2 separate regions of the Canis lupus genome follow, and region 2 is linked to region 1. The links are chromatin contacts, called in public Hi-C maps. All regions are on one chromosome and are shown on one strand. The core of a region is the stretch at or near the end of the contact, and the rest is flanking DNA. Distances in the headings are between cores, read along the strand shown. Region 1 holds the start of SNAP29 (synaptosomal-associated protein 29). Region 2 holds the start of LOC608641.

The links. A called contact is a pair of places that touch in the nucleus more often than the background predicts.
Region 2: a contact with region 1 is called in a Hi-C map of blood, with 2.4 times the contacts expected there. The contact joins the promoter of LOC608641 here to the promoter of SNAP29 in region 1. A contact is called at or near these places in 2 of 9 Hi-C or Micro-C datasets (amygdala and blood).

What each region holds. Positions count from the first base shown.
Region 1 is chr26:30,797,310-30,800,009 of UU_Cfam_GSD_1.0, forward strand. SNAP29 (synaptosomal-associated protein 29) reads right to left here and starts at 1,391. Exons shown (of 5, transcript XM_038575974.1): 1 at 977-1,391. The coding sequence starts at 1,213. It overlaps PI4KA (phosphatidylinositol 4-kinase alpha), which reads left to right and starts at 1,679. Exons shown (of 57, transcript XM_038575976.1): 1 at 1,679-1,849. The coding sequence starts at 1,691.
Region 2 is chr26:31,094,165-31,096,864 of UU_Cfam_GSD_1.0, forward strand. LOC608641 reads left to right here and starts at 1,255. Exons shown (of 7, transcript XM_038575991.1): 1 at 1,255-1,379; 2 at 1,517-1,747; 3 at 1,939-2,062. The coding sequence starts at 1,526.

The DNA of each region.
Region 1 (2,700 bases), core at 141-2,640:
AACCTTAATCAACACTTGCCATTCAGGAATCCAGTAGATATGAGCTCTAAGAACTACAGCTAAACTTCCTTAAGGAAGCCAAAGACAGGAAAATGGGCCAATGAGGGATACTGTAACAGGAGAGGTGCAGAAGGAAAATAGCCAAGAAAGTGGCAAGGGGGGAAATGACCCAGGTGACTATTTGAGAAATTAATCCACATATTCAAACTGCCCAAGACTGGAAGTGATCAGGTCAGAAAGAACTCTGCCAGAGAAAAGAGTTACAAAGAGACCCATGGAAGAAAACAACACTTCAGCTTCCACTAAGTTTCAAAGCTACAAATGCTGTAGATTAACGTTAGCTGAGCTAATCGATAACCTACTATTACATTTTTAAGAACTTAAATAAAAATGCCCATACCAAACCATTTCATTAGTAGGCTGAGGAAAAAATGTGGTGCCTAAGAAAGAACCATTCTCACTCAGGGTCCCTGAAATCTCCCACGGGTGGAAAGACGAACTGACAAAGGTGAAGTGGAGAAACGGATAGTCACAGATCACACACTGTCTGGGACATCTCCCTTTGGATTTGGTTAAGTAAATGTAAGGCCCTAGCCTCGATCACACTTGCGCTACGGCTTACTGAGCAGCTGCCCACAGACCTCATCACCTCTGCGGGTGAGGCGGAGCAGTGGTCAGCGCTAGGGGAGGACCTAAGGCTCATCTGCTCCGACGCCTTCCACAGCAGCACCCACTCTGGGTCACTCGAGGAGTAATGGTGAAACCCCTGGATCTGGAATCCTGCGCAGGCAATTATATGAAAGAACCTGACGCTCAATCTCTCTAGCCCGAGCTCTGCTGTAACTAAGAAAGATTACTGGGGGCAAACTGCCTCTTTGGAGTATTCAAGATACCCACCTCTTGGTACGACTAAAGTTCCTTGAGCGCGTGTGACAATTCAGAGCGGCCGGGCCGCCCTGTTCTGCTGCAGACTCACCTCGGAAGACGCGACGCCGACCTTCTCGGACTCGTACATGAGGGACAGGGACCTCTCGGTGCTGGCGGCTGTGGCCTGGGCCACGCGCATCACCTCCTGCCGCAGATACTGCTGCCTGTCCGCGGGCGTGCAGGGCCCGTCGGCGACGTCGCGGTCGTCCTTCCACCGGGCCGGCCGGGCGCCCTCATCCTCCGCATCGTCGTCGAACGGGTTGTAGCTCTTGGGGTAGGCCGACATGGTGCCGGCGCTCGTCTCGGTCTGGGCAGGAGGAGGAGGTGTGCGGCCAAGGCGGGGAACGGCCTTTCTGGGCCCGCAGGGGTCCAGGCGGTCCTCCCGGGACCCTCGGGGAGCGCCCACAGCGCGGCAGCCCCGCGGTTCCGCCGCTCGCCGTCCAGCGCCGCGCGCCCCCGCCCCACCCGCCCAGGTCGCGGAGCGAGCTCCTTCCGCCTGGCGTGCGCGGGAAGCCCCGCCTCCGGAGCTGACCATCTTGCCCGGCGGCTTGGGGGGGGCCACGCCCCGTGCGCGCGGCCGCGGCCGACCGCTCGGCTTCTCTCTCCCCTCCCGCGGTGGGACCGCCCCGCGGCCACGCCCCACTCGGTGTCGACAACAGAGGTCACGTGGCGGGGAAGGCGGATGCCGCCGCGCCTGCGCCGTGGGCTGTGGCGCTCGCAGGCCGGGTGCGAGGAGCCCGCGGGCAGCGCCGCCGCGCGCGCGATGATGGCGGCTGCCGCGGCCCGGGGAGGGGGCGGCGGCAGCTCCGGCGGCGGCGGCGGCTCCAGCTCCGGCTCCAGCTCCTCGAGGGGCTTCTACTTCAACACGGTCCTGTCGTTGGCCCGCTCCCTGGCCGTGCAGAGACCGGCGTCTTTGGAGAAGGTAGCCTTGGCCGCCCGGGCCTCGGGCTGACAGGAGAAGGGGGTTCGGGGCGGCAAAGCGGGTGATCGGCGGGGCGAGGGTCTGTGGGAGGCTGAACAGGGCTCGCCAGCTGCCTGTGACAGGACGGGGGGTGGTGAGGAGGCCCGTGGGTGGAGATCGCCGGTGAAGAGAGAGGTGGGTAACGGGGTGGTTTGGGCAAGGAGTGCGCAGGGCAGACGGGGACTTGGCGGGTCGGTGGCGCGAGAGGGACCTGAGCCACAGGCCGGGGTTTGAGCCAAGGAGGCACCTTGTGACATCGCAGGGGCGGGGGCGGCAGGCAGGGAGAAGCTGTGGGAAGAGCAAAGGACCAGAGTCGAACCCTAGGGGCTCAGCTCCCGACTTCCTCTGCTGCTTATTCCGTGACCTTGGAGAGATGCTGTTCTCGTAAAGGGGGGTGGGGGGCGAGGAGGGGGGTGCTTACCTGCTTTGCCCGCCTCACGCTGCTGTGAAGGGAGGATGAAACAGTACATCTGAAAGAGCTTCTGAAATGCAGATCGGCGCGTTGTCTTTCTGTGAGTCTAGAGGGGGCATTAGACTGGTAGGAGATGGTGTTTTGAAGAGGGATGGTGGCAGCGAGGAGGAATGAAGTGTCAGCGGGCAGAGGATTGAATTCAGGATTGCTTCAGAGGAGGAAGGCGAATTGATGCCGGGGGGACTTTCTTTGCCTCGGGAGAAAGGTGAAAGGAAACTCAAAGGTGTGCCTCCACTGGTGGAAAGAACCCAGATTTTAGAGTCAGACCTGTTTGTTCCCCGCACTTTCTCTCTTGGTCCTCCCATAATATAACTTGGGCAAGTTATTTCAACTCTGAGAG
Region 2 (2,700 bases), core at 5-2,504, 300 kb after region 1:
CCAATATCCCTCCAGCAGAGCCTGTTAGATCGACCTTTCTCATTGTGTTTGAAGTCCTCATTAGACTGGGAGCCCTGAGGGCAGGGACATGTCGCTTTTTATATTTCTCTTGGCAGTGCCTGGCTCTGAGTTGGGGGCCAATACAACTTTAAAAAATACAACTAAGTACATACAGTGTGAAGTGTTATTAGCATAACCTGGGGGGGGGGGTGTTAGTTAGAGTCTGTTTGACTCCTGAGAGGATGCTTGTGCTGTATATAAAAGGGTCCATACTATGTATTTCAAAGTAAAGTCTTACTTTGAAAGTCACACAGGGTCAGGAAGTAGCATGAAGATTTGAACCCATGTGTACTAAGTCTGTTTGCACCTCTAGGCTAAAATTTGTTTCCTCCTTGGTTGTTTCCATCTTGCTCTCTGACCTCAAAGCAGGAGGAAGTGAGGGCCATCTCCTATGTTGTTGGGAACAGCAGAACCTAGAGGGTTGGTGGTTTGGCAGTGGAGGGTAAAAAGTCTCTTTAGCCTCAATGGATCTCAGGTTGAGGGGAGTGAAGGGCTGTGGAGGCGATGGAGAGGAAGCAATCCAGGGTGGACCCCCTCATCGGTGGCTGGGGTGAATGGTGCTGACAAGGCTGGCCAAGTAGGAGAGGGAGAAGAGAAGCAGATTCGGGATCGGGAGGGAAGAAGCTGTGTGCCCACCTGGATCTGTTCAGCGTGAGATGCCCCAGAAACGTCCCCAGAGGAAACTTGGATGTGGTCGCGGACCTCAAGGGAGGTCAGAGCCTGAGACGCAGGTTAGGGTTAAGTCAGCTCTGAGTTGGGACCAAGAAGTGGGGTAAGATCATCCGAGATGGTACCACAAAGACCTTGGGAACGCATAGGGAGCCCCTGGAGATGCTGGTGAAGAGGCAACCGCGAGTAGAGAGTGGTTGGTTATAGGGGGGAAGGGAGGATGGAAACTGGGGAGGGGTGGGTTTGACGTAGGAGAGAACCGGGAAGGACCGGCGACGCCTGGGGCCAGAGGCGTTAGGGGCGGAGTGAAGTCCTTGGGGTGCTGTCTACACACCGCGCGGAGGGAGGGAGGGCGAGCAGCCAGACTGGGGAGGGGGTTGGGCCCTGAGGGCGTTTGGAGGGTTCGGGCGCCGGCCATCTGTCTGCGTGGCAGTGGCCCGCTCCCCCATCGCGCCCTGCGGGAGCCCAGCGGGAGCCCCCCTCCCCCGCGCGGTTTGCCCCGTCGAAGGCGCCAGGGCGCATGCCCAGAGCGGTGGGCATTGTCACGTGCAGCCGCCTGGCGCGGATTGGCTCCCGGCTCGCGAGCTCCCGGGGGATTGGCCGCGGCGGGGGAGGCTGCGTCGGCGCGGCGGCTGTGGGGCCGACAGCAGGTGCGTCCCCGCGGCCCCCGCGGCCCCCGCGGCCCCCGCCCCCGGGGCCTGCCCCTCTCCCCGGCCCGAGGCGGGTGCGGGGCGGCGCGCCCGGAGCCCCGGAGGCCCCGCCCGACGGCCGCCCGGCCTGCCCGCAGCCCGCAGGGATGGAGGTCCTGGACGAGTTCGACCGCGAGTTCCCCCAGAGCGTGACCTTCTGCCGACTCATCTCCGAGGAGGACTTCGAGAGGCAGGCGGCCACCTGCACGGAGCGCGCGCTGCGCCGCCTCTTCCGCAGCATCGACCGCAACCCCGCGCTGGCCGAGAGGGTGGTGCGCAAGGCCAAGCTGGCCGAGTACGAGCGGCGCGGGCTCTTCTCCTTCTTCTGGGTGCGAGCCGGCGCGGGGCCCCGCCGCGCCCCGAGGATGGGCGATGGGGGTGGGGGGGCGGCAGGGCGCCTTGGGGACTAGCTGGAGCTGCACGGTCTTCCAGAAGCCCCAGGCGCCCCAGCTGGGGAGTGCAGCGGGCAGGCGGCTCACGCGCCGGGCTTCCTCCTGCCCTGCCTCTCCCCTGGTCGTAGGCAAAGTTCTTCTGTGCAGTGCAGGGGGAGCTGAACTGTTGCAACAGCATGGGTGCCCTGGAGATGCACCAGCGCCTGGAGCAGCTGAAGAGGAGCATCCACCGCGTGCATCTCTACTCCCAGGGTGAGGCTCAGCCTCTGCCGGGCTCCAGTAACCCCGCAAACCTGACCCATGTTCCCTTATCCCTGGTTCTGTGCTTGAAATCTATAAAAAAAAAAAAAAAAAAAAGCGTTTATTCTTAAAGTCTTTATTATGAAAACAAACATGCACAAAACTGCAGACTGCAGTGAACACTCGGGTACCTGTCAGCCTTCAGGTTAAGCAGCTATCCCCCATCTTGCTGTGCCTGCTTCACTCTTTATACCTGTACCCTCCTTTCCCTTTTCTTTTCTTTTCTTTTCTTTTCTTTTCTTTTCTTTTCTTTTCTTTTCTTTTCTTTTCTTTCTTTTTTCTCTTTTCTTTTCTTTTCTTTCTTTCTTTTTTTTTTTTTTTTTAAAGATTTTATTTATTCATGAGAGACAGAGAAAGAAAGTCAGAGGGAGAAGCAGGCTTCATGCAGGGAGTCTGACCTGGGACAGGGTCTCCAGGATCAGACCCTGGGCTGAAGGCGGCGCTAAACTGCTGAGTCCCCCAGGCTGCCTCTTTTATTTATTTTTTAAAGTATTTTATTTATTCATAAGAAACAGAGAGAGAGAGAGGCAGAGACACAGGCAGAGGGAGAAGCAGGCTCCATGCAGGGAGCCTGACGTGGGACTTGATCC